Regions from separate parts of the Danio rerio genome. Here region 2 is linked to region 1. A link is a contact called in public Micro-C data. All regions are on one chromosome and are shown on one strand. Each heading gives the region's core, a stretch centred on a gene start, on an enhancer-like site or on the middle of the called end of the contact. The rest is flanking DNA. Distances are from core to core; before and after follow the strand shown.

Region 1 (3,840 bases), core at 515-3,014:
ATTCTAATCCAAGTCTTTATCCCCACTGCCTTTCCCACCCTATAATACAAAAACTCCCCTCAAGCACAATATATACACACATCATCCCGTGATCGAGAAGCTCGCTGAGACCAAACTGCAGCCATGCTGACTGTGAAAATGTTTTCAAGAAAATAAAAAAAAAATATTACAAAAGGGGTGGAGGGGGGCTGCTCTCCAAGAATGGCTGGGAAGGAAGGGTGTGTGAAGAGATATTAGTTAGTCCAAATAGTCAGGAATGTAGCCAGTACAAAATACACAATGCTTGATTGTTGCCACAAAAACAGGAATGATTAAGGAAAAAAAAAATCAGAGGGCTTTTCTTTTTGTGATCTTAAAAACTCCTCGGCTTTGGTTTGTTCAAGTGTCCAGTGACCAAAGAATAGACAGCTCGAGAGGGGCGCAGATTGCTTTCCCACACTCTGAATAGAGCCTCACTCCTTCACCCGGCTCACCCCTTCACTCTCTTTTCTTCCATAAGTGGAGGAGAAAAGTTTCTGTCCCGCACCTGCAGCATAGATGAGAGGGAGAAAAGTTAACTCAGAGCTCACACACACACACACACACACACACACACACAAACACACACTGTGTGGACAGCAGACAGTCTGGCGCCAAATGGAAAACTTTCATTTGCTAGAGCTGATAGGGGAATCTAAGCTTGTTTGCTGATTGGCACGATGACCAAAAAATAAATTAGGACGCTGGACAGACTTTGAGATAACTCTCTGACATAATATGTAATCTTATCCTTTATAACATTTACCAAAAACTTGAGATTTAGCCAGAGACTTATTAGATTCAACTCTTTAAAAGGACAGCTCCATTTAAAACCAAACTGGATTTTCCGGTCTAATGCATTTCAGGGTCTCAGTTCTTAGGAACTTAGTAACCTTGTAGTTTGGAAAGCCATTTATGAATTCTGATTTCAAGAAATGTTGGTCTGAAGAACTTAGGAAAACACCAAGACCTCCAAAGATCTTTTAAAAAGTCCTAGCTTGTATAATCTGTTTTTTTTTAATCTTCTCTATTTAATGAGTGTTTTTGGTTAAACTTCTGAAGAAGTAAATATATTCTGAACTCATTTTTATAAATTATTGGTTTAATTTCGAAAGCTGAATTGAAAAGGAAACGTACCATTGACTGATATCATTCATCCATCCTAATGGCACATAGCTCCATCTTCTTTGGAGAAATTACGGCTCATCTCTGAGTTCTTCGGGAAAAAAAGACATGCAAAGATTTATTTTATTAAAGTTAAATATGAATTGGTTAATATAGCGAAGGCATTATAATTCAGGTATGTAGCACTCACCTTCATTGACAGGAAAATGTCAGGCGTGTTTTGTGTGTCTGCCTCGTTTTCCAGCGCTATCTGTAAGTCGAAGATGTAGTCGATGACATGTTGGAGAATCTCCACTTGGCTCACGGACTTGTTCTGCGGGATGCTGGGCACTAGCTCTTTGAGTTTGGAGTAACAGTCATTCATATTCATGTCGGACAGCTCCTCGGAAGGACTCTTGCAGCGGCTGATCGCGAGGCTCTGCTCCGAGATACAGCACACCGCTTCATAGCAGCTTCTGACAGAGCGAACGGGACTGATCGCCTTCATTCTGGGTCTGGCGTCTGACTTGCTAGTAGAATCCAACTGGTGAGATGTCTGAGAAAATCCTCCGTCTGGACACTGGGATAAACTAGCTGTAAAGCTCTATAGATATCCAATGTTGAACTCCTTTCACGTCGCGTGCTCACTGAACGATGGAAGTTCTACTGAGCAGGCGATCCTTTTTAAACACTGGTCCGTGTAGCTCCGCCCCTTGCAGAAATAAACAAACCCTCATGTGCCACACAGCCAATAGTAGAATGGAAATAAGTGCACAGACCCCGCCCTATGCAAATAGTTAAGTCTTCATTGGAAGCTTTGGCTTGTCAGTCAGAGAGAATGGTGGAATGAGGAAGAGCTGTCAGGATATCAGAGTTATATGTATTTTTTCACTGGTGGATTTGAGTGAAGATTTGAGGTCAGTGAACCAAAAAGGAGCTGGGCAAGCTCGTGGAGTAGATTAAATATAAACTTAGGTTAAAGTTCACATAGTTGTTTTATAGGATCATTTTTGAGTTTATTTTGTTATCAGCTGATTGTGTTATAGGCTATGCATGGTACTAGACTACACTGAAATTAATTTGAGAATTATATTCAAACGCAGTAAGCATAACATTTTATTAAACTTAAACTGTTAGCCAATCACGCCAATTTCCTAGGACTACTTAAAAACGTTGACACTTTTAACATTTATTGAGGAAAAATGGGAGGCAAAAGCTATCATGGCTTAATATCATTCTGTCTCAACTCAGACGTTATGGATAAACTCCATAAATCTGCTACTCCCGTGACCTGCAGACAAACTGGCGTCGGGAATTAATTCCCTTAGGAGACTTCTACACACATACAATGAGATTAAATATCAATACAGGACACAATTTAATACCCACACACAAAAACATTTCAATCTTAATTGCTATCTCACAGTAAAACAAGAGAAATTAAAGTGCAAGTCGCAACATGCGGAGACGAGTTTAATGCACTTTTACAAGTTAGCGAATCTAAAAAGAAGTTGAAAGTAGTAAAGACTGAAAAGTTGATGCCAATCTAGATTCTCAAGCTGAGGGTTAAATATAAATCTTTTTCAATCAAACATCTATAGTATTCTCACGATCAAAATATTAATAACCAACACATGAACCTCTGAAAGAAAGAAACGACTGTGTGCGCGGTTTTGTGCATTCTAAAAGCGTTACTCGTTATCTATAAATAGATCATAACTATAGCCTAGCTGTCTCCCATGACTCTTTTTTATATGAAGAGGAAGCTTTGCAAGTTACAATCAAACTATAGCCTGACTCTCTTTCCAGTTTTAACCCAGCGCATTTTTAGTTTACATCAAGATGTGTCCCCTCTTTTCTCACAGTGCTGTTTTTGTAAAGGAATGCGCTGGCGGGCCAGCTGTGTGTCCTGTCCCGCTCCAGCTGTGTTGATCTAACGCGCGAGTCCCAGACAGCCTGGCGCCGGGCTCCCGACGTCATCCATTCACGCGCTCCAGCGCGCGCCCATCTGCAAAAGACTAGTCTCGGCTACGGACCCGCTCTTATTGGTCAGTACAGCTGTCAGTCGAGCTGTAGGAACCCGCCCAACCTCTCACACAAGACATGCAGACTTGCCCGCACAATTTATTTGCGCACACCTGGACTTACATTCAGTGAAGAGTTTTTCCGTGCGTAAAGCTTTTCAGTTTGGCTAGATTAGTTAAACTAATACAAAAGCAGCTTTGTTTTCTCTGACTCAAATTGTATAATAGGCCTATTTTTTTAAATAAAACACATTCCTGTTTGCTTGAATGGAACATGGTACATATTTTGTCATGTTCAAACTGGTGCTAAAATATGAGTAGACTTCAGTTAAAGGAGACGGCATATTTATTTTTTTCATTTGTGAAAACGAGGTTGTGAGGGCAGGATGAAGATAGACACAGAGCAAGGTTTATTCTTCCCATCCAATTAGTGATTGAAGGAATTTATAAATTAGCAGCCATACTGTTTTTCCTTTCAAAAATGAAGTAAACAAAACTACAAGGATAGTGGTGAAAAAACTGTAATTAAGTAGAATAATCAATACATAATAGCTATAGCAATGTGAATATATGTTAATTCAAATGTTTACATGCATGTCTGATGTCAGAACAAAGTAGCCAAAACCAACTTTTCAGTAATGTTTACATTGAAAACAATTTTTTGTTTTGTTTTCCAAAATAAATTTAAACTCCT
Region 2 (3,875 bases), core at 177-2,676, 150 kb after region 1:
AAATATGTACTTTTGTGTTGAACAGTAGACATTCAAAGATTTGAAACAAGGGTAAATGATGCAAGTACAACACTGTTTTCAAAGAAGCACATTTTGTTGACCAAGGATGTCTCTATTAAAAAAAGTTGTCTAAAGTGGCACTGTATTAACAGCTGTACTTAATTTTAACTGCATGTTTCCCGTCATGCATGTTTAAATATATTAAAATTAATTTTGAAACAGTTTGCTTATTTTTTTTCTTTAAAATCTACTTTACAATATAATTAAATAATTTTAGCAATTAAAATCTAATTGTAGTTTTAACATTGTGAAAGACTTTAAACGGAGATGATTCTTTATAACAGCCATTGTTGCATCTGAGGATCGGTTGTCTGTGCAGTCATGTAGTCACTACAACTATGATTAAACTATTTTATTCTGTATCATTTTCCTTAAAGTACGTAATAATCGATTAAACACCAAATGGCTTTTTAAATGAATTTGTGTCAAGAATGCACCGTATGCAAAAGGATTAGAAATAGACTAAAAATAAAGAACTAAAAGCTGTCACATTAAATGCACGTGTTAAATAGACTGATTCAACACGCAACTGGATTGTGAAAGCTTGACACAGACTGGGGTGCTGAAAATCCCCTCAACAGGTCCCCCGGCGGCATGTTAACCCCCCGCCTGTTGCCCACCGGTAGCGGGGGTGGTCTATGGGTATGCGGGACCCTTCCACCGCTACACTTTAAACAAGCGTCTAAAAAGAGCGAAAGCTGTAGTGTATGTGGGTGTTCAGGTGCTTCGGAGTGTCACGCGTTCTGCTGCACTCGGCCTTAGCGCTGTGCTAAGCGGCTAACTAGCGTGGGCTCCAAAACACCAGCTCTTTATCGGATCAATAACACTAAAGTCAACCAGATCATCTACTATAAGACATACTTATCCTTTAAACCCACGGGTGTCTGTTCTGAGCAGGTTACACGGTTTGATTTGATAGCGGAATTGGTTTGAACACACGGCCTGCTAGCAGGAGAACCAGCACGAGACTCTCGTTATCTACAGCGCTAAAACGACACACACTTCACCTACCTTTGTTTGCTTGGCCTTTCGGTCTCTGGATTGGGTCCAGGTGATTCATGAAGGAGTGAGTTTGGAGAGGAAAGAGGGAGAATAAATGAAGGTTTATATGAAGCTCAGGCCTGAACTCGCGCTGCGAGAGAGAAAAAAAACCCGCCTCGACGCCACTTCTGCTCAATGTTCACAAAGTGCCTCTGTTTACCTGCTCCAGAAGGCTGCTGGCTGACATTTCTCACTCCCCGGTGCCTGTGTGTTAGACTGCGCGTTTGTTTGCGGGTTAAAGTCAACGGGAAATGTGTGTGTTTTTAGAGTCTTTGCGCCCGAGTCTCTCTCTCTCCCTCTCTCTCGCTACAGCTGCAGATCAGACACACAATGGCGGGCTGCAGTTCCTCCACACTTCAACATGGCCGAGATGCCGCCACACGTTTATCCCCGGCGGTATAGCGCCACACTGCGGCTGGGAGGAGGTGAAGGTAATGAATGAACGACAGTGGGTCCAAATTCAAGTCCCACCAAAATGATAATCCGTGGCGATCCTAAAGGGGTAAATGTAGCTAAGGCAAGGGATTTAAACTGAGAAAAAATCCGACTCATAAAATTATCAAAATGTTCAAAGTATATGTATTTAGTATACGAATATTTAATTTATTTTAAGTTACATTTTCAAGTAATCATCACTGTATTCAGTGATTTAATCACAATTTAATTTCTTTATTGTTTGTTTGAATACCTATATGTTGTATTTATTAGCTTTTTTGAATAATCTGTTTTTATTTATGCGTTCTAAATTCGAAATTTATTTCATGTGCAATTATTTAATTTACATTGTATTATGTCATGATTATACGGCTATCATTATTTTCGCATTTGTAATCATTTTATCATTATTCAAATTAGCAGATTGATAAATCCATTTGGTTTTATATCAAATTCAGATTTTGATATTGATAAATTCATTCATGAATTTTTTTTCAGCTTAGTCCCTTTATTAATCAGGGGTCGCCACAGCAGAATGTACCGCCAACTTTTCCAGCATATGTTTAACGCATTGGATGCCCTTCCAGCTGCAACCCAACACTGGGAAACACCCATACACTCTCATTCACACACATACACTACGGACAATTTAGCTTACCACGTCTTTGGACTGTGGGGGATACCGGAGCACCCGGAAGAACCCCACACGAACGCGGGGAGAACATGCAAACTCCACACAGAAACGCCAATTGACACAGCCGAGGCTTGAACCAGCGACCTTCTTGCTGTGAGGCGACAGCACAACCTACTGCCCCTACTGATATATTACAAATACAAAATAAGGATAATTTAATTAAATACACGAATAGGGTTAAATAAAATAAAAGTAAATGACACAGTGTTTTTCAAATAAATCGTCTAATTCACTTTTTTATATCAAAATTAATTCTCAATTTACTACACAGTGCAGTAAAATATCCACACTTTTGTCTTTTTTATCAGCTCTCACTCTGCAATTTTGGTTGTTGCACTAAAGACGTTAATAAAACCCGATTGTTATGTTATTATAATGAGTTTACTTTGTGTTTGTGCGCTTTATGAACTAAAAAAAAGTCACGATTAAAATATGCACTGTCACCTGTGAGCCGCTAGATGTCGCCCTGATTACGCAGCACATTTATGTTATATCAGAGAGACAGTCGTGGACGTAACAGCTTACGCAACTACAGTACATTTGCGCTTTATGGTTTATTTTCAAGAGCAACCTATATTTCCTACAGAGAAAAATACAGGAGTTCATTTTTACCTACAGTGATCAGACTGTATAACCAAAATCATACTAGATGTAGTTTGCTGATTTGTAATAGGCCTAGTTGATAGATATGCACAACAAGTGTTTACTCGTTGTTTTTGAAACTAAGGTGTGCAGTATGAAAGAAATTTTATAATTGTTTATATATATATATATATATATATATATATATATATATATATATATATATATATATATATATATATATATATATATTTTTTTTTTTTATAGCTTATTTTATCTAGCTATTTTAGCGTGGAAAGCTCTGCTGTGACATGAATTTAACTTAGGGGATTAATAAAGTCAAACAAACAAACAAACAAACAAACAAACAAACAAACAAACAAACACATTTGTAAAAAATATTATTTGAATGTCAGGTTTAGTGCAAGAAGTTATATTTACAAAGAAATGGCAGTGTTTCTAACTAACATGGCCGATAATCAAGGCTTAAAGTTTGCAATAGTAGTAGTAGCTAAAAAATCTTTCTTACAGAACTCAAGGTGCAGAAATAAATGTTTTTTTCCTTACAGACCAAAGTTTAGAACATGAGTTTTTAAGATATTGTTTATATAAAAATAGAAATATTATATAATATTGTAGGTCGTCATGGTGGTGCAGTGGGTATGATCACCTCACAGGAATAAGGTCACTGGTTTGAGTCTCGGCTGGGTCGATTTGCATTTCTGTGTGGAGTTTGCATGTTCTCCCTGTGCTCGCGTCGGTTTCCTCTAAGTGCTTCGCTGTCTTCCACAAGTCCAGACATGTGGGTGAAATAGGTAAACTAAATTGTCCGTAATTTATGTGTGAATGAGAGTGTGTTTCCCCAACAGTCCAAAGACATGTGCTATAGGTAAATTGAATAAACTAAAATGAATAAGAAATGCTAACTGACCCAGCTGGGACTCAAACCAGTGACCTTCTTGCTGTGAATTGACAGTGCCAACCACTGAGCCACCTCTATTTTATTATGATATATATATATATATATATATATATATATATATATATATATATATATATATAT

What was found. A called contact is a pair of places that touch in the nucleus more often than the background predicts.
Region 2: a contact with region 1 is called in a Micro-C map of caudal fin, with 6 times the contacts expected there. The contact joins the promoter of ythdf2 here to the promoter of id3 in region 1. A contact is called at or near these places in 3 of 18 Hi-C or Micro-C datasets (caudal fin, hematopoietic stem cells and an unstated tissue) and 2 of 4 datasets of contacts at active chromatin or transcription factors (embryo and gastrula embryo).

What each region holds. Positions count from the first base shown.
Region 1 is chr17:28,758,232-28,762,071 of GRCz12tu, forward strand. id3 (inhibitor of DNA binding 3) reads right to left here and starts at 1,765. Exons shown (of 3, transcript NM_152967.1): 1 at 1,334-1,765; 2 at 1,156-1,234; 3 at 1-526. The coding sequence starts at 1,630. The coding sequence ends at 1,181.
Region 2 is chr17:28,910,845-28,914,719 of GRCz12tu, forward strand. ythdf2 (YTH N6-methyladenosine RNA binding protein F2) reads right to left here and starts at 1,427. Exons shown (of 4, transcript NM_200250.1): 1 at 1,262-1,427; 2 at 1,072-1,096. The coding sequence starts at 1,288.